Linked DNA regions of Mus musculus: regions 1, 2, 3, 4 and 6 are each linked to region 5. A link is a contact called in public Hi-C, HiChIP or PLAC-seq and promoter capture Hi-C data. All regions are on one chromosome and are shown on one strand. The core of a region is the stretch at or near the end of the contact, and the rest is flanking DNA. Distances in the headings are between cores, read along the strand shown. Region 1 overlaps Gm40246 (a long non-coding RNA gene). Region 2 has its middle 23 kb from the start of Gm32908. Region 3 has its middle 35 kb from the start of Gm40249. Region 4 overlaps Gm32611 (a long non-coding RNA gene). Region 5 holds the start of Grik3 (glutamate receptor, ionotropic, kainate 3). Region 6 has its middle 56 kb from the start of Gm40249.

Region 1 (3,506 bases), core at 746-3,245, 350 kb after region 5:
AGTACTTCAAACAGGGCCACTGGGCAGGGAGCGGTGGCCATATTTGCTTTTCATCTTTAGGAAATCACAGCCAGTCAGAGGCACGTGGGTAATTTGAGAAAGCCACAGCTTCTTTCCTATCTCTTCATCTAGAAACAACAGGAGGAGATCACAGAACTGAAACACACTTTGCAGGAATCGAAGACCTGCGTCTGAAAAGAAAGGTATCCGTGTTTTACATCCTTAGGTGTGCAGTTTCAGCCTTTAATGAGAATGTCAGCACCCACTCAGATCTGGAACCATGGGGGAGGGGGGGCAGTTATTCACTTGTCTATCAGCCCTGTTTTCCTCATAAAATTCATTTAAAGTCTATCAAGCAGCAAATTTCACTTACTAAACACAAAACAATACAAATCTTGGAGCTGGCGGGAGGGTTCAGTGGGCAGAGTTTCTGGCTACCAAGCCTAAACACCTGATTCCCATCCCTAGGACCAACATTGTGGAAGGAAAAATGACTTCCACATGGTATAGTCTGACCTCCACAGGTGTTCATGAAAGAGAGAGAGAGAGAGAGAGAGAGAGAGAGAGAGAGAGAGAGAGACTTTAAGTTTATTTTGAAACAATTGATACAATTTTATCACTGACTGAAGATGAAAGCGATTCTGCATTACCCTAATGGATGGGCTTGCTGACTTTCACATGAAGAGGTGCGCATCTTGGCTAAACATCTGACAATCTGACATGGCGGGCTAAGGGGCTGCTTCACTATTTTTCAGAGTTTTCCTTTTATAATCATCTTGCTGAGGACAGCACTTCACATAAAAGCATTGTGCAAGATGGCAGACATGCATCTCAGGCCATTTCAGAAACTCCAGGACATCATGTCTTAATCTCAAACCAGGATTCATTTAAGGACTTTTTGTGAAACTTGAGCCAACAGCCCAAGCAGCAATTTAATGAATTCTTAGTTCTAGGATGGGATCTCAAGGTGTGGACCTGGTGTGGAACTCAGTGTATAGACCAGACTGACCTCGAACCCAGAGACCACCCGCATCTGCTAGGACTAAAACCATGTGCCACCATGCCTGCCTCCCAGCAGCAATTTGTAAAATGAAACATTCGTGGCTGGAGAGATGGCGCAAAGGGTAAGAGCACTGACTGCTCTTTCAGAGGTCCTGAGTTCAATACCCAGCAACTGTACCATCTGTAATGGGATTGGATGCCCTCTTCTGGTGTGTCTGAAGACAGCTACAGTGTACTCATAAATAAAATAAATCTTACTTATTTATTGTTTGGTTTTTCGAGACAGGGTTTCTCTGTGTAGCCCTGGCTGTCCTGGAACTCACTCTGTAGACCAGGCTGGCCTCGAACTCAGAAATCCGCTTGCCTCTGCCTCCCAAGTGCTGGGATTAAAGGCGTGCGCCACCACGCTAGGCTAAATCTTTTTTAAAAGTGAGAAAGAGTAGAGAAAGGTAACATTCGTGCCATTCACTTAAAAAAAGAAAAAAGAAAAGAAAAAGAAACATTCTAACACAACCCCAACCAAAGGCAGCCTGACTTGATACTCTCTTGCTGGGCAGGGCCAACAATCTCTGGTTTCCATAGGGAAGCCATCCTGTTTCTACAGGAAGAGAAAGGCTTGGACCTATTGTGAGAACACTGCACGTGTTATCCACGGGACTCATGAATTTGAGCAGGGTGCTCCAGGAAGAGGTAAATTAAAGTGCAAAGCCTGTGTCAGGTAAGCTTCGACAGAAACTCCGCACATCCCTTACAAATTTGGTTTTGAGTTTTCACCCTTGCTGTGTGTTTAGAAACCTCAGGTAGGGTGACACCCGCTCTAAGTGAGCAAGGGCCCTTCCCGTGCCACAGTCACACAATCCCTTCTGTGACCTCTGCGACTCTTTAATTACTCAGCGGCAGGGAAGGAAGGCCGCAGCAGGCCCTGAGCACCACCTGAATGGACCAGAAGCAGCCGGCGCAAAGTGGGGGAGGGGGCAGGGCAAAATACATACAGGGCATTTGGGACCAGGAGCAGCTCTACAACCACCGTGCTGTGTGACTTTCGGTCAACCTTTGGCCTCTCTGGGCTTCCGCTTCCCATTTTGAAAAAGAAAAGGAAATGGCGTCCTCCTCCTATAGGAAAAACACAAAGGATGGGAAATGTGTAGTGATGGTTTCCCTGCAGATGTGGAGAAGTTCAATGAATAGCAATAATTAGTGGGTGCAGCCTGGGGTACCAGTGAATTGGTAGACTGCTTGCGCAGCACACAAAGCCCTGGATTCAATCCCCAGTACCATGAGAAAAGACCTTAGACATGTAGTCCCAGTGGGTGGGAGCAAGAGGGTCAGAAGTTCAAATTCATCTTGAGCTACATAATGATCTTGTGGCTAGCCTGGAGTACATGACAGCCTGTCTCAAAAAACAAACAAACAACAATAATAATAATCAGAAAAGAAGGAGGGCTTACTAGCAGCTGTAAAACCTTGAGTAATTCTCATGACTTTTCTAGTTTGACCTTGTACCAAACAGCCACGGATGAACTAAACCAGCACTTTGCCCCCTTTCACTACATCCCGTTGTGCTATTTCCAAACACAGACCCCATAGTCTGTAAGATTTTGTCTTAAGCTCTATTTAGATAATTATTATACACTTTCGGAGAAACCCTGTCTCAAAAAACCAAAAAAAAAAATTATTATACACTTTCTAATTATTAAGTAATTACTATTAGAAAGGATTTTTAAATGGTAACAGTATTTACTGGCAAAATAGCACCCAAAAACCCTAGACCTAGGGATAGCTTCAGGTAAAGCTTGATCTAGGAGCTGTTCCAAAGGACCCATGCTTTTTTGGACTGTCAGCTTCATCTCCTGTGATAATTCCAAGGAAGCCAGAGATTCCAGGCATCGCTGGCTTTTCTCATTCGTAATGAACAGAAAACAGTTTGTTTCCCAGTTTGTTATCAAGAGGAGAAGACCCAGAATTGAGTCACACTGATGATTGCTGGCTCATCTAAGTTGTGCCTGCATCTTTTCCGGACCGCTGATTATAGACTGCAGGATGAGATTTTTCTAACTTGTTTCTGCAGAGCAGACCCCGCCCCTTGATTAGGCCACTTCTGACCAAGTTCCACGGCTAGGAAATCCTCTGTTAGGTGGGGTGAGACGAAGGGTGCTATAGAGGCTCAAAGGAGCTGATGTCAGTACAGGACACCCCCAGATCCTATAAGGCAATGAAATATAGCCTGTGACCTGTCCTCCTAGCCCCACTCCATCCTCCAATCCTGTGGCTTTCCTCACAGACAGCTTAGCTGGACTCCCACCCCACACCCCACCCCCGCATCCCTGAGTGCCCTTCAGCATTGAGTCCTCAGCACATGCATAGCCTTTTCAGACAGGAACTCTTATGAGCTGGCCTCAGAAAGGAGGGGCAGAAGTCAGGCGGTGGTGGTGCACACCTTTAATCCCAGCACTTGGGAGGCAGAGGCAGGGGGATTTCTGAGTTCAAGGCCAAGGCCAGCCTGG
Region 2 (3,615 bases), core at 208-2,707, 510 kb before region 5:
TCGTGCAAACTTTATATGCCTCAGTACAGGGAAATGCCAGGGCCAAGAAGTGGGAGTGTGTGGGTAGGGGAGTGGGTGGGGGAGCGTGTGGGGGACTTTTGGGATAGCCTTGGAAATGTAAATGAAATAAATACCCAATTAAAAAAAAAAGAGCCTAAGTAAGGACAGATGAGGGTCCAGGAGACCAGCTGACTGCTGCTCAGGCTAGTGGGCCCATGCAAGGCTTGCTTGGAGAAGTGAAGCAGGCCACTGGGTGTCCCTGTGGATGGGGCCCAGGTACTGAGGAAGCAGACAATTTCAACAGGTGACATGTGGGGAACAAAATAATAGGAGTCCTCACTGGGCACTGGGTGAGGCTGTGTGTTCCCAGAAGGGACATGGACAGATGAAAAAAAGAGTTATGTGTAAGAGTGGACCTGAGTGAAGAGGGTCTTGTGATGTGGGGTGGGGTGGGGTGTGTGAGCTGGGCATGTAACACAGGAGAATTAGAGACCCTAAGCTTACTGAGGAAACTGTAGGTCCAGAAAAGAAAAGCACCCAGCCATTTTGCTGCAGAAAAAAAACAACAATTGTCACTTGTCATTAATCCCAGCATTTGGGAGGCAGAGGCAGGCTGTTCTGTATGAATTCAAGGCCAGCCTGATCTACATAGTGAGTTCCAGGCCAGGCAGGGCTAAGGAGTAAGACTTCATCTCTAAAAGAAGAAAGAAAACATCATCTCTAGTCCCTGAGAGGTTCCGGCAGCCTCCAGAAAATCCTGGGAGAGCGGCTGCCAGACCCATGCCTTGGTGGCCTCCACACTCCAGGCAGAGTTCCAGCCCCTTCTCTGCACTCCAAGTGACACTTCCCAAAAGGAAGATGTCCTTAGGAACAGGGACATCCTTTCTGAACAAGGTTGAGAACTCAAGGACCGTCAAGGAAATCAGTTAGGTTGGATCTCCGAACTAAAAATCTCCTTCATGATGAAAGGCACCACTGAGGGAGTCAAGGGACAAGCATTGGAAGGGACAGGTAGACAAGAGCGCCTGGTCCCCGCTCAGGGGTTCTGGGCCTCAGTTGGGGGGGATAAGGGAGGATCTGTATCAGTCCACCTTTAATGATCTTGTCTGGTCTGGATGGCAGAAAGTTGGAGGAGTGATGTCTCTGATGTGTGTCTTCACCAGCCCCTCTGAAAGAACGGTGCAACTTTATGAGTGACATTTTATAGGGGTGTCATCGTTGCGGGCGGTTTGTTGTTTGTTTTTCCTGGCATGCCATGAGACAGAGTCCTGGGCTGGTTTATGAAGCCAACAGCCCAATGCACTTCTCATAAAGTCACATGAGTCACTTGGGTACTGCCCTGCCAGCCACCAGCTGTGCTAGTGAGAGACAGGGGAACTGTCCCCACCCTCTCCTAGCCCAAGCCATTGGTGGTGCTTCCAGGCTTCTGTGCCCAGAGGGGAACCTGATGGAGGCAAAAACAGATGGGATAGCTGTGGGTGGGGTTGGTTCTGCCTGGAGGGTGGGGGTGGGGTGGCAGTGGGTGTGGGGGCAGGGATGCTGAGGTGAGGTGTGGCAAGGTCTACAAGCTCCTGGGTAGGGCCAGGCTAACAGGCATCTAGCCCCTCCCTGTCAAATACCATAACAGAAAGGATGATAAAAAAGTAGTGACCAGGCAGGGAGAAGGAGGCTGCCACACAATCCCCTCTCGGGAAAGGCTTATTGTAGAATGGGCCTCGAGGCCTTGATCGACCCTCTCCACGGAGGAAGAGCATCAGACAGAAAGTGGTGCAGTGTGTGAGGTGCAAACACACTGGGGTCTCAAAGGGAAGGAGAGGCTTTCCATTGTAACGTGGAGAAAAGCTCTGCAACTGTCTGTAAATAGATTGGACCCAGTGCCCTCTTCTGGCCTCTGTGGGCCCTGCACACATGTGGCATTCACACGGGCAGACACATACATATAAGTAAAAAGAGTACGAATACATCTAAAAAAGAAGTGAGAAAGAGAGGGCGAGGGGAAGAGACCCCCCCCTGTGAGATGGATGATGGGGGGTGGGGGGAACCTGAGACGCCTCTCGGGACAAAGTGTGGGACTTTCGTGAGTTCTTAGGGCTCGCATAAAATTTCACATCAAGTTTTTTTTGTTTGCTCCCCCCCCCCCACTCAAGACAGGGGGTTTCTTTGTGTAACCTGGGCAGTCCTGGAACTAGCTCTGTAGACCAGGCTGGCCTCAACCTCAGAAATCCCCGGCCTCTGCCTCCCAATTGCTGGGAACCTGTTATTTAGTCAACATAGCCAAGGACAGAACAAAGATCGTGGAAGAGCTAGCTAGCTACAGCATGGTTTCTTCTTAACTATGCTCCAGAGGTTGCAGGGTGTGTGCCCGAGCCCTTCAGGCTACAGGATTTGGCTTAAATAGGGGCAGGCTGGTGTTTAACACCCCCCCCCCCCGCCACACACATACACACTGGACTGGCTGTGTGGTGACAGTGCACAGATGGCACCAGAAGATGGCCTCTGAATCTCCACACACAGCCACCCTGCCAATGGCTGAGTCATGAGTATAAGGTGGAAGAGAACAGCTGGAGGGAGGGTCCCCTGGGGAGGCTGATTACTAAAGAAACGGGACCTTTACATATGGGTTCCACTCAGATAGGACCAGAACCGCAGTGGTTAGAGTCTCAGTGGTTTCATTTACAGAAGGCAGCCTGGGGGTATAGTTAGTTTAGACCAGTGGGTCTCAACCTTCCTAATGTTATTACTCACTCTTTAATTAAGCTCCTCATGGTTGGGGTGACCTCCCCACCATAAAATTATTTTGTTGCTACTTCATAACTGTACATTTTCTACTGTTCTGAATCACAATGTAAATATCTGGTGGTCAGGATATCTGATATGTGACCCCTGTGCGGGTAGAGACCCACAGGTTGAGAACCGCTGTTTTAGACTTATATGCTGTTATTTTGGGGCATTCCTATTTGTCAAAAGAAGCCCGGAATGCTGGGTGTGGTGCTGGAAGCTTGTAGTCCCAGCTCCCAGGACGAGAGGCAGCGAGCTCAGAAGTTTAAGGCTGTCCGCAGCTACGCAGTGAGTAAATTGGAGGTCAGCATGGGCCACAGGAAACTGAAGAAAAAAAAAAACTAAAAAAAAAAAAGCAGTGGTTCAGGAATGAGGCCGTGGCCACTGATCTGCTGGGCTTGTCTCAGGGCCTCTGCAATGGCCCCCAGGGTGAATGGGCCTCTTTAGTGGGAGGGTATTTGTGGGGTGGAGGTGGGTTACCTGGTCCTTACCGACCAGCAGGGAGGAACAGCAGCTGGGTTGTTTCATTTTCATTTCTGTCGCTGTGATTAAACGACTTAACAAAAAGCAACTTCTGGGAGGAAGGGTTTATTTCAGCCTGGCATTCCATGATACAGTGTGCTATCCCTGGAGAGTTCTAAAGAGCTAGTCACAGCTTATCACAGCTCAAGCCAGAGAGAGGTTACAAGGTACATACGTGCCTGCTGGCTGTGGTCCACTTGATAATGCCACTCTTTCTCACCTCAGGATTTCTTGTGCCACATCCTCAGACCTCTGGGTAGAATTTCCCACAGAGGGAACTTGGAAGAGATAGTACTCGCTCCTGGTAGCTTGCTC
Region 3 (3,913 bases), core at 702-3,201, 380 kb before region 5:
CCAAGCTCAGATGCTCCTCCTGCCTCAGCCCCCCAAGTATCTGGGACCGTGGGCATTCACAATCATGTCCAGCTTTAACAAGCATTTCTGAAATGCTTGCGCTATCTTTCTATGTGTTGGTGAGCACAGTGTATGAAAACCTTGTTCCTCTACAGCCACCGTCTGGGAGACCCGGGAGATGACACACCCACTAGGAAGCGAAATGAGAGTGTGTGAGATGTGCTGAGTTTCATGGAGAGAAATGAAGCTCTCATGTGCATGGTGAGAGAAGGTTCCTCACCACCATGGACCTCGGCATTTTGCTTTCGCTTACTGTGCACCAGCACCAGCCAGGTTTGTTCCTGGGTGTCCCCACAGTGCCATCCCATAGTCTCACAAAGACCCTGGCAGCTTGACATCAATTTCTACTGAACAGACCAGGAAGCTGAGGCTGGAGAGCTCACGGCAGTGTCCAGGGTGATACAGACCACAGCGCCACGATTCAGGCTGGTTAGAAGCACCTCTCACTGTACAATTTAATTCTTCCAAGTTCTTCAAAGCGGGGAAGACGAAGCCTTCGCTTATCTTTACACCATGTCAGGGGAGATTTGAATTCAGGCCCCTAGGAGCCTCCTGGAAGGTAGCCCTAAGATCAGAGCTTCTACTTGGGTGTGGTGGTGGCACCTGCAATCCCAGCACCCCAGACATGGAGGCAGGGGAATCCTGAGCTCAAGGGCAGCTTGGGCCATACCACAAAGCACTGCTTCAGAACACACAAAACCCAACATGAAACCTATCAGCCCTCCTCAAGCTTCTCTTGAATTTCCTTGTCTTCACAGTTAGATTTTTCTCGGTTTTCAAGGGTCTGGGCACTGTCAGGGTGTTTGGCGTTTCCATGGGACCATACCGATTTCTGCCTACCATCTTGCCCTCCCACCCCAAGAAATCTTTCATGATTGAGTCCTTGATAATAGTCTGTCTGTCTGTCTACCACATCATCAAAGAGTGCCTTCATCCTATTTCTTCAATTGTCTCCTATATGGGGCTGAATGCATCCCCTCTGACCAAAGCCATAGGCTGATGTGGCCCCCACTGGCTCCTCAGAATGCGACAGGGTTTGGAGACAGCGTTTTGATAATTAAGTGACATTTGCTTCTTGTTTGTTTGCCTTTTTGAAGCAGGGTCTAGCTATGTAGTCCTGGCTGTCTTGGAATGCCCTGTGTAAACCAGACTGGCATTGAACTCACGGAGATCTGCCTACCTCTGCCTCATATGTGCTGCGATTAAAGGCACGTGCTACCCAACCTGAAAAGCAGTTCTTAGGATAGGCCCTAATCCAAGATGGCGGCTTCATATGGAAAGTGTAGAGGGTTGGGAATAGGGTTCGTCAGTAGAATGTTTGCCTAATGTGCAGGAGGTGCTAGTTTCAATCAGAAAAAGTAGGGAAAGAAATAAGGCAGGAAGGCAAGAAGGAAAAAAAAAACAGAGAAGGAAGCAAGGAAGGGAGGGAGGGATGGAGGGAAGAAGGAAGAAGGCAGGCAGCCAGGCAGCCAGGCAGCCAGGGAGGGAGGAGAGAAAGCAGGCAAGGCAGGGAGGAGGGAGGCAGGTAGGGAAGGAGGGAGGGAGAGAAAGAGACTGGGATGTATACATCCAGGAGAGGGAGGAAGGAAGAAGACTGTCCTCTACCAGCCAAAGAGAAGGACCCTAGGAGCCCTGTGGGTTCCTTGCAATTCCAGCCTCAAGAAACTGTAGGGAAATACATTTCTGCTGTCTAAGCCATTCCGCTATCAGTACTGTTATAGCAGCCATAGAAACTCCATCTCTCCCCCTCCCCCTCCCACATCTGTGGGCCACCGCTCCCTAGATGGGGGTTCGGCCGCTGACTTCTGTGCTGCTTGGCCAGGTCTTGGGAATAGAGGTCACGGCTTGCTGACATCCCACCTGCCAAAGGCCTGTCAGAGCTGTGTTCCCTGGCTGACACTCCAATATGCAACCCTTCCGCTGCGCCGCCCTCTCCACATAGGCATTCTGCGCCCTGTCACTCCAATCTGCTTGCAGTCAGCAACACATTTTGCGCCAGCAAGATTCCACAAAGCTGACATGGAGAAACATCGACTTTGGCCGAGACAGCTGCATCCCACCACTCTGACATCTCTCAGGCCCCTTGGACATCCCCAGAGCGCTGGTTTACCGGCCTCTGCTTATGCTGACCTGCCTGGCCAATCCTAAGCCTGGCTAACTTTCCTCTCCATCCCCTCCTGGCTAATGAGCAGTCCTTCTTCCCCACATGTCGCTAGCAGCCTGCTCACTACTATGACCTCTTTGTGCTCATGTGGGTCCCTCCTAACTGTCCCGGCTCCATCCTGCTATCCTCACCCTGTGCCCTGTGCTAACTGCCTCTGCTCAGCCTTAAGGCCCTTGGTGAGTGTTCAGCCACTCACACAACCTTCTGGGAGCTGCCTGATCTCCACCTGATGTGTGAATTGCCCTTTTCTAACTGAGCACATGTGGCCATCCCCTGGCAAGGGAGGTCTCTCCACAGGTTTGCCATGGCCCACTGAACTGGTTATGTTCATGACACTCTGGAACCAGGAACATAGAATCTCCAGATACCATGACTGATTTTCTGCTTCTCTGGACGTCAAGTGGGTATTTAGCCACCCAGATCAACCCTGATATTATCAACCCGGAGTAAGTATCAGACCCTACACATTTAGGGATTCAGTTCTCAGGCCTGGCACCTATTTCCGACACCAGGTTTAAGTTTTAGGCCTGCTGTGGTTGAGGGCACCCCTACCCATTACCGCAGGCTTCATAATGTGCTTGAATGGCTTTGCATGGCTTTGAGGGACATTTTACTTATGGCAGCCAGCTCACTGTTGAGAATGCAACTCAGGGGCTGGGGAAAGGATAGTTTTTGTGATTGTGTGATGTTTGGAATTCTGGGAACTTTTCTGAGGGTATACAATGCTAGCTGTGCCCTGCTGGGCAGGTTTGGTGTCAGTTGGTTCTTCAGGGAGCTTGGTTGTGCTTTGTTAGTAGTTGTGGTCAAAGGAGAAAGAAAAGAAGAAAGAAATTAGATTCAGGGATTTTTCTAACTTCGCTCTCCCCTTTCTCCTTGCTTCTCTTCTATCTAGTATTAGGGGTAGAACTGTGGGGTAAAGGGTAGGAAACAGGACCCATAAAGTAGCAAAAACCTGTTACAGAAAGCACTGCATGTCATCCTCTCTCACCTCAACAAGCCTGCACACATATGTGCACACACATATGCACACATGTGTGTACACTCAGGCATGGGAGGGGGCAGGGAGGGAGGGAGGCAGGGGAGAAGGGGGAAAGAGGGAGACTACAGTTCAAGTATAGCAATCAAATCCATAAGATGCACAGGGCAAAGTGTTGGGAAAGTGATACCAGGCTTTCCTACCCTCTCTGGATGCTGTTGTCTTCAGCATCTCCAGGCACCTCTTGCTCACTAGCCCTTCCCCCTCATTCAACAGTTTATGGAGGCAGCCAGCCAATGGCAGACAGTTCCCATTCTGGTGTTAGTCATCTGTGATCGCCCGATATATCTCTCTTCCCCTTTCCCTGGAATGTGGACTGCCAGGCTGCCATTTTCCAGCCTCTCTCATTAGGTCCTCTCCTGAAGCAATTTAGGGGTCCTCAGTCACTAGTAATCTTATTAGCATGCAAAAGACATTCTTATCACCCTGGGGAGGTAAGGGTTTTGGGCGCTGTGTGCCAGGAATTAGGGACAGAGGCTAAATATGATTTCTTTTATTATTCTATCATACCTATGCACGTATGTAATTTCAACAAATCTTCCTTTCCCCAATGTAATGAGCGAGTCAGCTTGTTGACACTGGACGTCATCCCCCGCCCCCTGTGGCCCTTTTGCCTGCACCAACTTCTTTTCTCATCACTCCAACCTCTGCCA
Region 4 (3,418 bases), core at 914-3,413, 300 kb after region 5:
CTCACCGTGAACAGTCACTTAGAATTTTAAGAAGTGAAGGATTCCTTCCCCAAGTTAATTACCTCAAAATTAGCTTAATCACAGCTCATTTAAACTTATCTAAACAACAGCGCAATGGGTTCCAGGAAACTGAGGTTCTGGCTCTGCCTGTTTAAAGTTTAAGATTTATTATTAAGTAATAATAACTTTTAAAGTCTGCTCTGATGGATAGCAGTGACCTGGTGGCCTTTGGGCTAAAGCTTGTTTGGTGCTGGAACGTGGACATGGAGGGAAGTTCTTGCTTATTCCCAAACCAGTGACCTAGGGTCTAAGGTGCTAAACCTCTCCTTATTTGGCCACTCCCCGAAGCAGAACAAAGTTCCGGCCCTCAGGTCCCCACCATCCACTCCTTACCAAATAGCAGCTTCCCCATTTGTTCTTAAAGAAGATCATGCCCTGGGGGATGGGAGGTAACCCTTCTCTACTGTGCATTCTCTAACAGAGCATCTAGCCTGAGGATGAGGCAAGGCTCTGAACAAGCCAGGCTCAAGGGGCCAAGAATTCCCTGTGCAATGCTCTGCAGGCATGGCTGTGCCCCATGTAACAGCTGGCATGCTGCAGGCACTGGGTACATACACAGTGAAGAAAGCTCAAGCAGGCGGCCCTAGGAGGCCAAGTCGGGATCCCGGGAGAAGCGTCCTGATTCCAGTTCTCTGCAAGAAAGGGTCATCTTTGCAGAAGATTCATAGGGACTGACCTCAAGGAAAATTTACCTTTGAGGTGGGCACATGGATCCAACACTCCTAAAGCTGAGGCAGGTGGATCACCAGTCTGCATCCTTCCCAGGGCACATAGAGAGAGCACTCTTCAAAAGTGAAGGAAAAAAGACATGTGTGCAGTGTCCTGTGTAATTCTCAGAGCAGTCTGTTTGCACTAGGACAGTTAGGATCCTCTCGCTCCAGGTGGGAAAAACCCAACCGAGGGACAAAGACGTCGGCTCCAAGTTCAAACTGACACTAAATGGCGGGGTTTTATCCCAGACAACTTGGGAGAAGGGGAGGGCATTCAAGGAGAGGCTGAGGTTGGTCCAGAGGGAAGCTCTGAGTCAGAAGCAAACAGGGGAAACTGAGTCACTAGTCATTCTATCATAGACTAGAAAGGACTGGAGTAGCAATCATTTCTATCTGCCTGTCCAACATTCTGCAGTGTTGAGTGGACCAGAGAGGCAGAAGCTGGCACTGTGGATAAGCCACAGCCTGGCCCGCCAGGGGCAGAGACCAGGGCAGGGACAGGGACAGGGACAGGACAGACCAGCAAGAAGCTGAGGCTGTCCCTCCTGCTGATGAGCCAGGGCCCCTGAGCTGGGAGGCTGGGAAATGATTTATCCGCCTCCTCTTTCCACACAATTGGCTTTCCTTTGCCAGCTCCCTGTTGGGGTGAGAATGCTGGAAAAGCCTGGAAGGGGCGGTGAGCCGTCATAAAAGATTTCTAAAAATCAGAGGCCACCTCCCTGGTCTGGAGATGAATAGCTGTGGTACCCCACCGCTCCCCTGTCCCTTCTGCTCAATCCTAGGTCACCCTGGCTCACCAAAGGGCCCTGCCTTCCTGGCAAGGGTCCAGGGCTTCCTAGCCATTACCTGTTCCTGCTCCGACTCCGACTCCTACCCAAGAGAGGTGGCACCGTAGTGGAGACAACTGGGTAATTCTAGCTGTCACTGCCCTAATTACACCCCACGGTCCTCCCGCCAGCACTATACACCCCGTGCTGCCTGCATAATGGGCCTTTTAAAAAAAAAAGAAAAAAAAGACACTCTCTCCTTTCACAGCTGCCTTTTGAAGGGGGAACAATCTTACACAATGTCTCTTAATGACGGCACTGCCTGGCTCTCCTGCAATTCCCGAACAACACCACCCCCCAGTCCCCAGCCCCTTCCCCTCTTCTCTCTTCTCTCTTCTCTCTCTCTCTCTCTCTCTCTCTCTCTCTCTCTCTCTCCTTGATAATCATCATAATTGTCATAATCGCCCTGGCGTTAAGAGAAGGTGCCTGGGACATTTCCATCAATTATGAAGTGACCTAATGAAAGGTCAAGTTGATCTGTGTGAGCAGGAGACTGAGGGAGGAGAAGGAGGCAGACGCACCATCACACATGAGTGAGCAGGAGAATGAGCATGCGCACACCACACACACAAGCACACCCACGTGCGCGCGCGCACACACACACACACACATGCACAGGCACACACGCACGGGCACACACACATGGGTGCCTATGCTACACCTGTGCACACACCAGACTCCAAAGGCTGGCAAGAAGAGAGTCATAGACAAAGGCAGTTTCCTCTCAGTGCTTCCGCACAAAGAGCCAGGTCAGGCCCATGAAGAGCTGCTTCACCACACCCTCAGCCCTGTGAGAGACAGGAAGAATATTTCCCGAACAAAGTCAGCACAGTGAGGCTCAGAGCAAGGATCAAGGTGACAGCTAACCAACGTCATTCCTCTGAATCCAAGTAGCTTGTCCAGTCCTTTCCGGCTCCCTGTTTAACCTCTCAAAGCCTCACTATATTCACCTGGAAAATGGGCTACCCCCATAAGAACTGACTACTATAACTTTGTGGTCTGAGTGTTCTCTCTTCTAGTTAATCTCCGTTCCAGGGTATTTGTGTATTACCGAGACAACCCTTACAGCAAACTAAGACACATTTTATACACATACATATTCAGGGATGTATATATTTGCAAGCAGTATGTATATATGTATATATTTATGTATATATGTAATCAAGTTGGTTTGGGTTTTGGTTTTGGTTTTGGTTTTCGAGACAAGGTCTCGCTCCCAGGCTGGTCTTAAAACTGTAGGACAACCTTGAACTCCTGACCCAATCACCTCCACCTCCCAAGTGCTGGGATTACAGACATGCGCCCCATCCAGTCTGCTCCATGCTGAAGATGTCACGTCGGGCTTTGTGCATGCTAGGCAGGCACTCTGCAAGTTGAGCTACATCCCCTGCCCTGTAGTGGATACACAGTCTCCCTCCACGTAGCTAGTAAGGCTCTCAGGTCAGGTTCATTCATGTGTGCAGCACGTGAGGTTTAAGAATATAAACTCCAGAGCTCCACTTAGGCGAGCAGGTCCAGAAGTGGGTGTCCACCAACTGTTTGACCTTGTGCAAACCACTCAGTCTCTTTGTGTCTCATTCTTTTTGGACACCTATAAAATAAGAAGTAGAATAGTACCCACCTTAAAACTTGTTGTTAGAATTAATTCTTCAGGGACTGGAGAGGTGGCTCAGTGTGGCTCAGTTAAGAGTGTGTTACTCTGGCGGAGGACCCAGGTTCAGTTCCCAGCACCATGTCAGGTAGTTCACAGCTACCTGCAACTCCAGCTCTAGGGGATACATTGCTTCTGGCCTCTATAGGTAAACACACACACACACACAC
Region 5 (3,727 bases), core at 156-2,655:
CGTGGCTCCGGGTAGAGTGAACGAGAGGACTGCCTCCTAGGAGAAACCTCAAGTACCCATAAACCAAGCCTGGCCCGAGTTTCCTGCATCCTCGTCGCACTGCCGGCCACATAAAGTCCGCTCTTGCAGAAGCAAAGGCAGCCCCTTGAAGAGAGTCCTGGAGGAGGAGGAGGAAGGTTGCCTTGTCTCGGTAGAGCTCGGTAGGCTGCGCACCAGATGTTGGTGTCTCGCGAGCCCGAGCTGCCCAGGTCTCCGGCCTGGTGCGGGCCGCCCACGGTAACGATGGCTCCTGGGTAGCCCAGCTTAGCTCAGCCCCGAGAAGTGAGTGGGCTAAAGACTCGCGTGGGCTCCCGCCCAGCCCTGAGCGCTGCCACGCAGGGTGCCTCCGGCGGCCACAACAAAGTTAAAGCCCAGAGTAAGAAATCTGCAGCGGTGAGAGAAGCCGAGAAGCCAGAGCCCCAAAAAGCCGCGCGCAGACTGCCAGCCGCCGCCAGCTGCGGAGGGATTTCGGCTAACTTTAAAAGCCACTCGCAACCCTCGTCCCCGGCTGCGCAGGGTTGCCTCCTGCGCTTCCTTTTCCCAGTCTCGGTTACTCCTCATCGAAAGAGGCCTGGGCCTGGGGGACCTGCTCTAGCGACAAGCAGGGGACTGACCCTCTCCTGCCCCGAGCCTCGGCCAACTAGGGGCAAGGAAATCCGCCATCCTAATCCGGCGAATCCATCCCCTGTACCCCTTGCTCCAGCGAGGTGCCCGTGGGGGGGAGAGAAGTTGGCGCCTTCCCCAGGGCTCCCACTCTGCGCAGAAGCCAGTCCCAGAACTAGGTCTGCGGCCATCCTTGCCAGCAGTCGCGGCGAAATTCCCCCGAGGCGCTGGCTTAGGGCTAGAACCTTCGCCACACTCCACCGCGTCGCCTACCCCGGAGCGTATCCAGGTTCCCTAGCCACCGCGGCCCGGTTGCCTCTTCCCCGTAAGGCCCCGCGACCCGGGCTTTGGAACTTTGTCCTCCCCCTCTAAGAGCTCCCAGCAGACACCCGAACCCTGCAGCCTAGAGGGAGGTTGGGACAATCTTTCGGATCACGTTCAGAGCACCACTATCCCCCAATTCCCGTCCCCACCCGAGCGCGCAGAGACCCCCGGCTCTAGGGGAGCCCTTACCGATCCGGATGACGTGGGGCATCCCGCGCGAGTCTGGGATCCAGAAGGCGCACACTAGGAACCCGGCCCAGTATTCCCAAACCAGACTCCGGAGGCGCCGCCAGGGAGCGGTCATCGTTGGGCGCCACGGAGCGTGCCCGGGGCGCGGCCGTGGCGGGCTCCCTGGGGCGGCAGCTCTAGGCGCGGGCGCGCAGCAGCCCCCGAGGCGCCGCCTGGCCCAGCCGCCCGGCTCCGGAGCGCCTCTGCGAGTGGGGGGCGCCCCGCGGCGCTGCGCACATCTTACTGGGGGGCCGCCCCGCCGGCGCCCGCCCCGCCTCGGCTGCCGCCCACGGGCCGCCCGCGAGCGAAGGCTCCTGGGCTCCGCCCGGGCTCCGCTCGGACTCGGCTGCGGCGTCTCCGGCTCGCGTCGGCTCGGCTCCCGCGCGGGCTTCCCACCTGCCCCGGCTGCCGGGCGGGCTTGCACGCGTCTCCGGCCGCTCCTCCTCCAGCCGCCGCTGATGCTATCGCCCGGGCTCGCACAAAGCCCCGGAGTGGAGTTGCACGCGCGCACACACTCCCTCCCAGCCCCCTCCCCCGCGCCCTGCCTCCCGCCTCCCGCGCCGCCCGCCGCCCGCGCTCCCTCCGCGTACTCCCCCGCGCACACACGCTTCCCACTCACACTCGCCCGGGTGCACACTTGCGCGCTCACACCTGCGCAGGGGGCGGGGAAAGGGACCCTGGACAGGATTTGGGAGGGGGGACACCCGGAGGATGGAGACTATCCTCCGCAGCTGAGGCGTCCCCATCTGCCCTGCCGCCCCCAGGGCAAGGCACTGAGCCGGGGAGCCAAGCGTAAAGCGGCGGAGCTGGCACCAGGAGCTGGGAGACGGCGGCAACCCAGCGGCCCGACCAGCTGGAAGAGACGCGCCCGCCGAGAGCCGCGAGACCCGGAGCCTGCCGTCTGCGGAGCCTCGCCTTTCAGCTCCCACGCGGCCGACGCTGGCTGGACGGCGGCGGCAGGAGACTGACCTGGAGCTGTTTTTCACTCTTGATCTCTAGCCCTTGGGAAAGCAGGGCTGGCCCAGGGCTTGGAGGTTTAGGGAGTGGGGTTGGGAGTAGAAATCAGAGAACCGTAGGAGCTGAACTAGGGAATGCGGAGCTTCAGAAACTAACCGTGAGGGAGACACCAGGCCAGACCCTCTGCGTGGAAGGTAGGACTTGACCACGCACCATCAGTAGGAGGACTACTGAGAAAATTCGCAAAAGCCTTCGTTTTCGAGGGCCGCTGGAGTTGGAGCCCGCTGGGTTCTCAGTCCTCTTCCGCAACTATGCGGGAGGAACTGGAGCCCCCTCCCGGATTCCTCCTGAGAAACAATACAGAGAAACTGTATTGTTCATGGGACAGAGTAGGATACACAGGGGGGGAAGCCGAAAGGGTTAAAAAGAAATGTTGTTTATTACCAATAATAAATTTTTTTTCAAGTGGCGCTGGGTGCTGAGGGAAGAGAAGGGCTGTGAAGCGAGGCAGGAGCAGGAGGCTGCGAATTACGCAGCTAGGCGAGTTTAATGACCTTTTTGACAGAGACAAAGCGGTACCGATACAGTAGATAAATAAACGGATCTGTCACCGGGCAGCGGCTAGGCTGTGTGCGAATTTATTTTTCTCATTTAAATAATTTGATCTATTCAATCATTTCCAATCTCTCCCATTTGCCAGCTGCCTGGTAAGAGCATGGCCCCCTACATCTGAAGAGCAAATCTTTAATTTTCCTACAAATAGATAATGCGTTGCGCTCCAAACAGGCCTGTTAATTTTGCCGTCTTTTCTTTCCCGCCCTATGTGGCGCAGGGCTTCCAGGCATTGTGTGGAGTTGTGAATAAGGCAGTGTAGCCAATTAGCAATTAGGAAGGGACTTCTTCCCATCTGAACTTGCACCAGTGGCCTTGGGAGCAAAGGGTTCCTGGGCTCTGCCCAATAAAAGAGAGGCGTGTGTACGAGTTCCGGGACATCCTAGGTGATCAGCTGTTATGCAGAGGTCTCTGAATAGGCCATGCTTGGGCCTTCCCTGGAGCCAGAATGGCTAGTTCCCCAATCGGGCCTCTGAATTTGCCCAAAGAAGCAAAGACACACAGATCGGCAGCGTCAGGATCCGCAGTTGCCCCCTCTCCATGGGATCTTACAGGATAGGCCCACAAGGACCTAGCAAGGAGGCATGCAGAAGAGGGGAGCAGAGGATCCATGGGACATAGTTGAGAGCCTCTTCACCGGAGACACACCCTGGCAGCGCATTGCCTGACCCTCAGATTCCACAGCTTGTTCGATTGGTTCCCGGAAGGGAAAGGACCTGGCTGTGTTTTTGAAGGAAGATAATCCTATGCCCTGACAGTGACAGGGAAAGAGCTGAGAAGAGAGCAGCTACCAGTGCCTAAGGCTGACTAACTCTAAAGGTGGCATGTGAGTGGACTGGGTACAGAGGACATGTGGCTTAGCAGGAAATGGAAGAAGCAGAAAGGTAGAGGTGTGGCTAGAGGGAAGAACACTTCTGAGGCCAGCTGGAGGAAGGAGCCCTGAAGGGTGGGGGCAGTCTCCCTA
Region 6 (3,709 bases), core at 658-3,157, 290 kb before region 5:
AAAACTCCCATGGATATTTTCATGGCAAAATGACATGAAGGAAGCAGTGCCTTTGTCTCGAAGCCAAATTTCAACCATTTTTACTCACAGTCCACAGGACCTTGTCTCTGCACCTAGGTAGTTGACCTGCTCTTTCTGGACCTTCCTGGATCCTAAGAAACATTCCTGATGGCCCTTGCATTCTCTCATGCTGACCTCTAGTTGTCCTTGGACTGGGGATCTTTGGACAAATCTTTGCCTTTGATTTCTTTTCTTAAAATATTAATTGCGTTCCATTACTTTATTTCATTTTAAAGTTTTACAGCTATAGGTATTTTACCTTCATGTGTATCCATACACCACACATAGGCCTGGGGTCCACGTGTTATCAGAGACCATTGGATCCCCTGGAACTGGAGTTGCACCATGTGGATGCTGGGAATTGAACCAAGGTCCTCTGGAAGAGCAGCCAGGGCTCATAACTGCTGAGCCATCTGTCTGCCCCAGCCTTTGGGTTTGAAGGCAGCCCGGTTTCCTGCATCTCTACCCACCATGCCCTCTGCCCAGCCTTTGGCTTCAAAGACTGCTCAGTCCCCTGAGTCTCTACCTACCATGCCCTCTGCCCAGCTTTTGGGTTTGAAGGCAGCCCAGTCTCCTGCATCTCTACCCACTGTGCTGCCAGCTCTTCCAACGCTTTTCTTTAGACAAGTCTCTTCAGCATTGCTGCTTTTTCTTTCTGTCCATAAAGTGATCACAATTTCTACCTGTGCTGCCCTTGACTCTCCCCAGCTTAGGCCTCTCTCCTGAATACCCACCTGCTCTGCTGTCCACTGGGCATCTCTCCCAGGATGCCTTTCAAACTTACCACGCCCTTCAGGTTTATCATCTCCCCTATGGTATGTTCTGAGTCAGAGGATGCCTCCCTTTAACAGTCTCCAAAGACAAAGAACTAAGACCCCTCCTTAATCCCGTCAACTCTCCTGTCTCTCCATCTAGTCTGTGAGACTCACCTGCATCTCTTGAATTTGTCTTGCTTCTCTGCTTGTGTTTTTTGAGACAAAGGCTCACTATCCTACCCAGGCTGGCCTTGAACTCACAATTTTACTTCCTTAGTCTCCCAAGTGCTATGATGACACTGGCATATATGGCTTTTTATTCTCTTGGTGGGGCAGTCAGGTGCTCTACCAGCTATAGCACTAGCCTTTCTGCATATGAATATGAGGGCTCTGGGCCAGGATGCCACCATCTAGAGCCCTGACACAGCTTATAGTGTTGTCCCAGTTCTAACCTAGTTGTCAGATCTCAGTCATACCTCAGGGAGTGCTCTGCTCCAGGGAGACCACCCTCTGTTCCATCCATCCACCAGAAGTAGCCGAACCTGAGCACATCTGGACATCTAGTTTTTTTTCATCAGTGGGGAAACAGACACATTACATGTATATGCTAGTGTGTGACAGTGAGTGTGTGCTGTGTGGGTATCATGTGTACATGTGAGTGTGCATGGGCTGGAGAGTCAGGATGATCAAGAAGAGACTCATGTCCCTAGAGTCCCCCAGAGACACTTCCCAAGAGCCTGTCTCCCCACTGTGGCCCTCCCACTCCAGAGAACAAAGAGCTTTCCAGTTGACTGGCGCCTGTGTTAGCTGAGACAAGGGTTGTACATCTCAATTTCTATCACATGAAAATGAAATCAAGAATGTGGGAACAGACCCGGGAGAGAGGAGTGGGGGGAGGGGGATGAATGCTTCTCCACAGTAGAGACCCCTCGTCCCCCCTGTACCTCCCACAAAAGCCACCTCTGTTGAGACAGCAGCATTCTCTTTTGGGGAACCTTCAAAGAAGGTGGCATTTACATTCCGAAACACAGGGAGAGTTAAACGCTGCGACAGCAGTAAGAAAAGCAGCCAGGGATAGGGAGCGTGTGGTGAGCTGCCAGCTCACGCACTCCGCCTGCACAAACCCGCCTTGATGTTGCAGCCTTGACTAGACAGAAGATGTTTGCCTTCTCAATTAGGAAAGATCCACAGCTTCACGCCTGCCTGGGAGGTGGCAGAGGCACTAGGATTAGCACCGGGGGAAGGACAAGGGAGGTGACAGAGTCAACAAATGTCTCCTCATCTCCTTTCAGCCCCTGCCTGCCCCAGAAAACATTTTTGGTTTCCTGGTGGGTCTTGCCCTTCTGCCCTCTCCTCTGCCTTTTCACTCCATAAACTCGAACTCAGGGCTGCTTCATACTTTATGCAGACTCTGTGGGTAGATCTGGGGGTCACAGAAGAATAAAACAAGATCCCTTCCCCGGGGAACTCAGAGCTAGTCAGAGACTGATGGAAAAATAGATGAACCCAGAAATAGCCAGGCCTCTCCTTTCCCTGAAGGAGCAGGTCAAGGGACATAGAAAAATTTCCCGAAGGTTCCCACTGGTTCCTGGGAGGGCTTGCACCTGTCAGGATTAGGCACAGACTGGAGTCGAAGGGCCTGGGTTCAAGTCTCAGCTCTGCCACAGAACGGTTCTGCCTCTCTTGTCCATGCTCACAGCAGGTGGGCTACTATAGTCCCCAGTGGTAGGGCTGGTGTCTGAGTTGAATGAGCTGCTTCCTGCTGGGGCAGAATGTCAATCATGGTCATTTTTGTATCTTTGTCATTTGGAGCCCAGCTTCTGTTTGCATTGAGTTAACTCCATTTGCACATCTTCTTACCCCCTGTGGGCTTGACCCCCACCCCCAGTCAGCCCAGATGTGGACTTCAATTCTTTTCTTTACACTTCACACACACACACACACAAATGGCCTCACCCCTAAAACAAAGCTTGGCTGGGCATACAAAATCTCTGCGGGTAGCTGTATTTTCAAAGGATGGGATTTATATATCGCGGAAAGCCACATGCAAAAGCCCATTCCCCAGAGCCCCTCAGATATCCCTGTCCGCCCTCCACGCCTCTTCCCAGGGCTTTGTTTTCTTATTTCCCCCTCTGCTCTCTCTATTCGCCGCCTTCTGTTTCCTCTTGCCCCCAGCAGAACAGTTTAGCAGTCTCCCGCTTCCTTGTCTCTGATCAAATCAAGCCCTAGGGATGTTATCTCCCTCCCAGGGCCTTATCAAGGTATTTCCCTATACAAAGACACTCTCTTTTCTAAGAGGGATTGGAGTGTCAGATGGTTGTGTCAGTTAGGATCCGACTAGGCAAGGGGAAATCTTTAATGTGGGGCACTGGTTGCAGGTGGCAGAAGGGTAGCAGGGCCTTGGGGCTCTTTCAGTGGGCCAAACAGTAAGATAGCACATATGGATGAAGAACCTCTGTCTCCCGGCCCCACCTTGCAACCCTGCTCCTCTGTACTGCAGTCACGTCGTGGCCCATCTTTGTCTTTGTTAAATGTGTATATGGTCACCATTAGTCTAGGTGAGGAGGTTACCTGGGGACAGCCGATGGGAAAGAGAGTTAGAATAAAGGCCAAGAGGCTGTGGTTGACCAGGGAAACAATATGATCTTCTAACCTGGCTGGCTTCTGGAAAGGCATTGCTCTCTTTTGGCCCAGGATGTGATGGGTTGGAGGCATGTTAGCTCGGTCTTTTTTGACTGATGGGGAAACTGGGCTCAATGGGAAGCAGAGCTCTGCCCACACTGGGCAAACAGGGACTATAGCTGGGGCTCCGCTTCAGTCCTGGGTGGTCATCCCAGCGGCACATTATGGGAAGGAAAGATTCAAGAAGGACAGAGAGGATGAAGGTGCCCCTA

What was found. Promoter capture Hi-C pulls out the DNA fragments that hold promoters and counts their contacts. A called contact is a pair of places that touch in the nucleus more often than the background predicts. HiChIP or PLAC-seq counts read pairs in DNA pulled down with a chosen protein or histone mark.
Region 1: a Hi-C map of embryonic stem cells shows a contact between it and region 5, with 2.2 times the contacts expected there. The contact joins the enhancer-like site here to the promoter of Grik3 in region 5. A contact is called at or near these places in 6 of 39 promoter capture datasets (HPC-7-derived erythroid cells, cranial neural crest, embryonic stem cells and 3 more), 12 of 484 Hi-C or Micro-C datasets (the N1E-115 cell line, cerebellar granule neurons, cerebellum and 3 more), 15 of 115 datasets of contacts at active chromatin or transcription factors (SST interneurons, bone marrow-derived macrophages, embryonic basal ganglia and 7 more) and 1 of 9 other capture datasets (embryonic stem cells).
Region 2: a promoter capture Hi-C map of embryonic stem cells shows a contact between it and region 5, with 4 times the contacts expected there. The contact joins the enhancer-like site here to the promoter of Grik3 in region 5. A contact is called at or near these places in 8 of 39 promoter capture datasets (the C10 cell line, cranial neural crest, embryonic stem cells and 5 more), 1 of 15 datasets of contacts at CTCF or cohesin (embryonic stem cells), 1 of 484 Hi-C or Micro-C datasets (embryonic stem cells), 10 of 115 datasets of contacts at active chromatin or transcription factors (SST interneurons, embryonic basal ganglia, embryonic forebrain and 6 more) and 1 of 9 other capture datasets (embryonic stem cells).
Region 3: an H3K4me3 HiChIP or PLAC-seq map of embryonic forebrain shows a contact between it and region 5, with 5 times the contacts expected there. The contact joins the enhancer-like site here to the promoter of Grik3 in region 5. A contact is called at or near these places in 6 of 39 promoter capture datasets (cranial neural crest, embryonic stem cells, frontonasal cranial neural crest and 3 more), 2 of 484 Hi-C or Micro-C datasets (both in embryonic stem cells) and 14 of 115 datasets of contacts at active chromatin or transcription factors (SST interneurons, astrocytes, craniofacial prominence and 9 more).
Region 4: an H3K4me3 HiChIP or PLAC-seq map of forebrain shows a contact between it and region 5, with 5 times the contacts expected there. The contact joins the enhancer-like site here to the promoter of Grik3 in region 5. A contact is called at or near these places in 2 of 39 promoter capture datasets (hippocampal neurons and liver), 1 of 484 Hi-C or Micro-C datasets (embryonic stem cells), 9 of 115 datasets of contacts at active chromatin or transcription factors (craniofacial prominence, embryonic basal ganglia, embryonic forebrain and 6 more) and 1 of 9 other capture datasets (liver).
Region 6: a promoter capture Hi-C map of hippocampal neurons shows a contact between it and region 5, with 5 times the contacts expected there. The contact joins the enhancer-like site here to the promoter of Grik3 in region 5. A contact is called at or near these places in 14 of 39 promoter capture datasets (the 3T3-L1 cell line, 3T3-L1-derived adipocytes, the HPC-7 cell line and 10 more), 8 of 115 datasets of contacts at active chromatin or transcription factors (astrocytes, craniofacial prominence, embryonic forebrain and 4 more) and 1 of 9 other capture datasets (embryonic stem cells).

The regions. Positions count from the first base shown.
Region 1 is chr4:125,135,135-125,138,640 of GRCm38.p6, reverse strand. It overlaps Gm40246 (a long non-coding RNA gene), which reads left to right. Exons shown (of 3, transcript XR_868137.2): 2 at 133-203; 3 at 756-1,260. Among named protein-coding and RNA genes, the nearest start is that of Zc3h12a, 9.0 kb to the right of the region's middle. Within about 2 kb of position 1,995, at least 8 of the 459 cell types and tissues checked have an H3K27ac peak or open chromatin away from gene starts, as enhancers often do. A contact at or near this core is called in embryonic stem cells, where this site is marked.
Region 2 is chr4:125,999,738-126,003,352 of GRCm38.p6, reverse strand. No RefSeq gene overlaps it. Among named protein-coding and RNA genes, the nearest start is that of Gm32908, 23 kb to the left of the region's middle. Within about 2 kb of position 1,457, at least 13 of the 459 cell types and tissues checked have an H3K27ac peak or open chromatin away from gene starts, as enhancers often do. A contact at or near this core is called in embryonic stem cells, where this site is marked.
Region 3 is chr4:125,869,494-125,873,406 of GRCm38.p6, reverse strand. No RefSeq gene overlaps it. Among named protein-coding and RNA genes, the nearest start is that of Gm40249, 35 kb to the right of the region's middle. Within about 2 kb of position 1,951, at least 1 of the 459 cell types and tissues checked has an H3K27ac peak or open chromatin away from gene starts, as enhancers often do.
Region 4 is chr4:125,193,241-125,196,658 of GRCm38.p6, reverse strand. The region is part of intron 2 of Gm32611 (a long non-coding RNA gene); the gene reads right to left. Among named protein-coding and RNA genes, the nearest start is that of Gm40244, 23 kb to the left of the region's middle. Within about 2 kb of position 2,163, at least 21 of the 459 cell types and tissues checked have an H3K27ac peak or open chromatin away from gene starts, as enhancers often do. A contact at or near this core is called in embryonic basal ganglia, embryonic forebrain and forebrain, where this site is marked.
Region 5 is chr4:125,488,374-125,492,100 of GRCm38.p6, reverse strand. Grik3 (glutamate receptor, ionotropic, kainate 3) reads right to left here and starts at 1,405. Exons shown (of 16, transcript NM_001081097.3): 1 at 1,156-1,405. The coding sequence starts at 1,270.
Region 6 is chr4:125,779,274-125,782,982 of GRCm38.p6, reverse strand. No RefSeq gene overlaps it. Among named protein-coding and RNA genes, the nearest start is that of Gm40249, 56 kb to the left of the region's middle. Within about 2 kb of position 1,907, at least 32 of the 459 cell types and tissues checked have an H3K27ac peak or open chromatin away from gene starts, as enhancers often do. A contact at or near this core is called in forebrain and hippocampal neurons, where this site is marked.